Regions from separate parts of the Sus scrofa genome. Here region 2 is linked to region 1. Evidence: chromatin contacts called from public HiChIP or PLAC-seq data. All regions are on one chromosome and are shown on one strand. The core of a region is the stretch at or near the end of the contact, and the rest is flanking DNA. Distances in the headings are between cores, read along the strand shown. Region 1 overlaps DIP2B (disco-interacting protein 2 homolog B). Region 2 overlaps DIP2B (disco-interacting protein 2 homolog B).

What was found. HiChIP or PLAC-seq counts read pairs in DNA pulled down with a chosen protein or histone mark.
Region 2: an H3K27ac HiChIP or PLAC-seq map of alveolar macrophages shows a contact between it and region 1. The contact joins two enhancer-like sites. A contact is called at or near these places in 6 of 47 Hi-C or Micro-C datasets (alveolar macrophages, embryonic fibroblasts, epiblast stem cells and 2 more) and 1 of 2 datasets of contacts at active chromatin or transcription factors (alveolar macrophages).

Annotation. Positions count from the first base shown.
Region 1 is chr5:16,393,272-16,396,292 of Sscrofa11.1, reverse strand. The region is part of intron 1 of DIP2B (disco-interacting protein 2 homolog B); the gene reads right to left. Among named protein-coding and RNA genes, the nearest start is that of DIP2B, 22 kb to the right of the region's middle. Within about 2 kb of position 1,407, at least 20 of the 83 cell types and tissues checked have an H3K27ac peak or open chromatin away from gene starts, as enhancers often do. A contact at or near this core is called in alveolar macrophages, where this site is marked.
Region 2 is chr5:16,430,744-16,433,764 of Sscrofa11.1, reverse strand. The region is part of intron 1 of DIP2B (disco-interacting protein 2 homolog B); the gene reads right to left. Among named protein-coding and RNA genes, the nearest start is that of DIP2B, 59 kb to the right of the region's middle. Within about 2 kb of position 1,439, at least 5 of the 83 cell types and tissues checked have an H3K27ac peak or open chromatin away from gene starts, as enhancers often do. A contact at or near this core is called in alveolar macrophages, where this site is marked.

The DNA of each region.
Region 1 (3,021 bases), core at 158-2,657:
CAGAAAGCTTTCCCAGCTGATTCCCATAAAAGGCAAAAGAAATGAAAATCTGTAAAGAGGGTCCAAAAGTCAGGTCTCTTTCAAAAGTCTTGACCATGGTCTCTTAGACACACACACACACACACACACAGACGCACACAACATAAATTCCAAGAAAACAGGGATCTGGCTCTAACTTAATTCTCTGTAAAAATGGGAAACAGGTCCCCAGTTTGTTGATGCCAGATTGACCTGAAGACTCTCTTATGCCCTAGGTTCTCCCCAAATGCTGATAAAGTCATCTCCCCTCCCCCCACACAAATAAAGTCCTAACTGGAGTTCTAACTATTCAACTAATGGCGAAAAAACTTAGACTTGGAGGGAGTGAGGGGGAGGCACAGAGGTTCCCCATGAGAAGTGGGATGGCTTAGAGAGAATGAATTCTAAGTACTAGGCCAACTGAGATGATAACCAAGTTCTAATCAGCCTATCTTAGCCAACCTCTGATTTCACCTTTTGTCAAAAGAAAAAAAGTTACTTCTCTCCACCTCCAAAAATTGAAAGGTGATTTTTACACAAGACACCTGTCTTTTACTCTTAGAATGTGATCCCTTTCTAAAAGAGCCTCTCCTCATTTTATAGGGAACATGCTTTTAACACATGAGAAATGCAAAAAACAGAAGTTACCAGGACTCAAGTCCAATCCTGCCTTGCCTCGTACCGCTTTACTGTCAGAGACTGATTTGCAATAAAGGCAGTAAGGTTAACAGCAAAAGAAAAAAAATCAGCTTTGCTGTGTTATTTAATTTCAACGGAAGTCTAGAAGACTAAAAGACCCATCCTTACTCCTCTACTGTCCCTTTCAGAAAGCTCCTGAGAAGTGAGTAGCCTTGAACTCAATTAGACTGAAAACAGAGAATTCTGAACAAGTGAGACCTTATTACTAAACAATTCCTAATTAAAACAAAGTGGACATTTTGATATTCTTTAAATTAACTTTAGATAAAGCCCGATGAGCTGAACAAACACGGTCATGTCTCGTTTTTTATGACTCACTGCGACACTGTCACATCCTTTCTCGCTACCACCTCTGCTTTTAAACAGACAAATCATTTCAGATAACAGGTTTGTCAAAAGCTGGGAAAGCAGTTTCCTGTCAAATGAATCAGAAATAAATCACTGGAAAACCAGCCTGGTTAGAACCAGAGGAGCTGCCTAACAATGAGTGACTCTACTGCACTCAAGGCTCAGGCTTCTGTTCATTTTTATCTCAAAGAGGAACGTGAGCCTCCTGCACTGGCTCTCCCCTCACTTCCCCAGGATCCAAGGACAGTCTCCTGCCGGCAGAGGGTTCCCAGGACAGAAGGCAACGGGCGCACACAGGGTGCGTGGACGGATCCCTCCTCCTGGCCACACCCTGCATTCCCGTTTGAGACTAGAGACCTCCTGTCTCACCTACTTACTCATCCCCACGGTGCATCCTTACCTCATCTACCTCTCATGCCATTGACCACAACCTTGTGTGCCCACAATTACCTGTCTATGACTCTCTGTAGGCAGAGCTGCTTAAATAGGGGTGGCTTTTTTGTATGTCTTCAAAACTGGTTTCCAAGGATACACACAATACTCATTCTTAGTTTATTTTTAGCTCAGGGAATACACATCAAGCCATGAGGGGAGAACTCCCTCAACTTCCTCCTCCACCACCGGTAAATACATGCCTCTGCTCCCATCCTGTCTTCCTTTGCTTCAGTTTCGGCAGAAAAGGAGTATCCTCGATAATCACTCCCAGAGGGGCTTGGAATCGCAGTCTCCTGACTCATGGAGACTGTTCCATGACATCCTTTCTCCTCTAGACCTTCCAGCCCTCCTCTCCAAGACCTCTCACCCTTCCACCCCGCAAATGAACTTGCTCAAGTCTCTTCACATAACTCATCATTCAGCCATTAAATATGGATGGAGCACCTACTGGGTGCCAGGAGTTCTCTTCTACCCTGGAGATAAAGCAGGGAATAAAACAAAGAAAGTTGCCTTGTGCAACTTTCTTTCCAGCGGAAGAGGGAGAAAGAGGCAGTAAAGCTCTAAGCACCCTGGGATTCCCACTGTTCTCTCCCCCGCCTCACCCAGCCAGGCTCACAAGGGCGGTGCCCGCTGCCCGCCTCTACTTCGGCTTCCCCTCCTCCTTGGATGCCCAAACCTCTCGGGCCAGGTTTGCAGTCCCCGCCCCCACCACTGAAACAGCTCTGGCCAAGGTCACCCGCAGGGACCTCCTCCACTCGTAAATCGTGATGGCATTTCCCAGTCCACTCTTAAAACTCTCTGTAGCAATCGGCGCTTCTTGAAATTCCCCATCACGTCGCTCTTCTTCCCGTCTGTGTTCCTCCGCACATACCTCTGACCCCTTCTCCTCAAGTTCCTTTCCTTCAGCCTCACCCCCAGATGGCAGTGCTCCCTCCCGGCTCTCTGTTTAGCTCCTTCTCAGTCCCTGTGCTCCCCTCAGACCACCTCAGTCATGCTCGCGGCTCCCACTGCCAGTGACGGCCACTCAGGAATACCGAAGGTGTATCATCAGGACAGGCCTTCCGGAAGGTGGCACACACACGGCCACCTGCCCGCTACGGGGCTCCAGCCGCATGGCACAAAGACCTCTCCAATTTAGGACCACCAAGTTTATCCCCTCCCATACTCCAGACTGTTCTTCCTCTATTCCCAGTACTAGGAAGGGTGCCCTGATGCGAAGCCAGAAACCTGAGCGTAGACTTAGGTGCTTCCATCGCATCACCCGCCCACCTCTTCTCCACACTAGCCTCACTGATTCTATCTCCTCAAATACCACTTTTTTTTTTTTTTTTTTTTTTTTTTTTGTCTTTGTTGTTTTGTTGTTGCTATTTCTTGGCGCTCCCGCATATGAGTTCCAGCTAGGGTCCATCGAGCTATAGCCACCGCCCACGCCGAGCCACAGCAACGCTGGATCCGAGCCGCGTCTGCACCTACACCACAGCTCACGCACGCCGATCGTTAACCACTGAGCAAGGCAGGACC
Region 2 (3,021 bases), core at 190-2,689, 37 kb before region 1:
CAACTGTGTCATGAAATGACGCTTGAACTTGGTAAGTACTCAAATATTCACTGACTCAATTAATACCTGTAGAACAGTCTGGGTGTTTAAATACATATATACACCCAGAGCGATAAAAAGGAGGAGAGGGGAAGGGGGAAATATATATATATATATATATATATATATATATATAAAATACTACAAAATATGAAAAACGAATTCCCTAGATCTTTCAAGATATGAAGATGTTAAATAACATATAAAGGAAAATTATAGAACTGTTCTCTCTCTCTTTTTTTTGGCCGCACTGCACCTGCAGCAGTTCCAAGACTAGGAATCAAACCCCAGCCACAGCAGTGACCCTGCTGTAGTAACAATGCTGGATCCTTAACCCGAAGCACCACAAGGAAACTCCGAGCACTTTTTTTTTTTTTTTTTTTTTTTTTAGGGCTGCGGCCGTGGCATATGCAAGTTCCCAGGCTAGGGTCCAATCCAAGCTGCAGCTGCCAGCCTACACCACAGCCACAGCAACACAGGATCCCCAACCCATTGGTTGAGGCCAGGGATGGAACCCGTGTCCTCATGGATACTAGTCAGGTTCATTTCTGCTGTGCCACCACGGGAACTCCCTCCAGTGCAATCTTTAATCACCATTTATACAGAGGGTTAAGGACTTCGTCCTCTCTTAGAGCTTCACCTCCAACCCACTGGAAACAGTGGTGATGAAACAGCCCCGAGAAGGGGTCCAACAGTTCAGATGGTGGAACTCACAGGCACGTTTTCTTCCCCGTCAAGTGTCTGGTAGGTTAAAAAGGATATTATCAACCACATAACATGACCTTGGCTTTTAGTAACAAAATGTTATTTCATAAAACAAAATTCTCCTAAAAAGCCCAATATACACTAGAGATTAACTTTTACGTTGTAGAGCGTGGTGATTTCCTTAAGGTGACATGATTTGTAACTCTCTTTACTATCTCAGTAATTAACACACCCTTTGGATAAGCTACAGAAAGAACCAAACACAAACTCTGGGAGAAAGAAAAACAATAATCATGTTTGCTAAAATCTAAACTATCTTTAACACTAAATTTTTTTCCTTGACTAATAAATACATAATGAAAAATGTCTGCAGACACTAGCAAACATCATTAATAGATAAAATTCAAAATTTATTACAGATCCATTTAATGTATAATTGTAACACAGAGCTAATATTTAATGGAGTATGACTACTTTTAGTGAAAACACATTCATTTGTTATAAATGTACTGTGTGTGTTATAGGCTGGATTGTGTTCCCCCTAAAATTCATATATTGAAGCCCTAACCCCCAGTACCTCAGAATGGGACTATTTGGAGACAGAGCTTTTTAAAGAGTAAGTTGGAATGAGGCCAGTCAGACTAGTGTTCTTGTCGAAAGAGGAAGTGTAGACACAGAGAGACACCAGGGATGAGGACACAAGCAAAGACCATGTGAGGACATGGTGAGAAGGTATCGTGTGCAAGCCAAGGGGAGAGCTCAGAAAACACAAATCTCCTGCCACCTTGACCCTGGACTTCTGGCCTCTAGAACTGTGAGAAAATAAATTTCTATTGTTTAAGTCACCCAGTCTATGGTCTTTGTTAGTCATTATTATAGCAGCCCTAGCAAACTAATATGCACAGCAAAAGGATGTTTTCCAAATGAGCAAGAAGCAGTGTGACAGTGACAGTGAGCTGCCCACCAGGGATTCGTCTTTCCCTTCACAACTGGTGCTGGAAAGCAGCTAACAAATACAGACTACATTTCCCTCCCACCCCATCCTACCCACCACATCTAAATTGGTTCCCACCAATCCAACATGCCCACTTTGGGCTGAGATAAAGAAGTGGGTATGCAGGAGTTCCCCGGTGGCCTAGCTGTTAAGGCCTCAGCATCATCACTGCTGTGGCTCCAGTACTGCTGTGGCTCAGGCTCGATCCCTGGCCTAGGAACTTCTACACGCCACAGGCATAGCTCCTCCCATTCCCCAAAAAGAAGAAGTAGGCATGCTGTCCTCACCCTCTCTTTTTGTCATCCTTTCCCTCTCCCAGTCTCCTGGCTGGGTGTCAACCCCCAGGACATATGGGAGCCATGTATGAACAAGAGAGGAGTCTTCATTGTCCTGGGTCTCTGCGTGACCTCACTGAGCAGATTCCCCCGTTCGTTGCCCAACACAGGAACATGTCCATTTTGGACTCTGTTATGCATCTGAGATTTTGGATTTATCTGTTAAGCATGAAGCACCACCTTAACTTAAAATAGATGATATTTTAACTGAAGGTTTCATTTTCTTTCTTCAAATTTCAGAACTAAGAGTTAAATGTAGGTTGAATCATGTGACACTTCTGTTTTCATAAGTCAAAGACAGTCAAATATTGTCAATTTCATGTGCTTCAACCTAATATGCTTGGTCTACAAAAAAGTAGGCCTGGCACTACTGCACCCCAGCTCACTACTCAAACTCTCCAGTGAAGTCTAACACACTGATGGATTCCAACAGCTCAACCTTCCTCCCTGACAGGATGCAGTTCCACCGGGAACATATTCAGTGCTAGCTCTGTGCTTCCACAAATCCGTGCCATCAACTAGTTTCTCTATAATTTGATACTTTTTTGCCCTGAAATTAACAAATTACACTCTACCAAAGATGCCAAGGTGGAATAATCCTCTCTTTCCCACTGATAACTGCTAAAAACTCTAAACTGAATACGAAAAGAAAACTACCTGAGGATAGCAAAAAGGAAATAAAGAGTAGACAATTAGGCTGAGGGAAGCAATAACTTGAAAAATTACAGTACTAGTGAGTTTCCTATTGTTTAAAAAAATTCCTTCACCTCCCAGCTTTAACCCAAGAATGGCTTGGTCCAGGTAGTCCAATTCACAAAATGGCACAGCAGATTCACACACACTAAAAATGGTGAGAGAAACATCCTTGTTCTGGCCAGAAGACAGGGGAAAAGAGCCAAGGCAAGCCAAAGAGTACAAGGTAAATTTTTCCTTTCTTTTTTCTCCTCT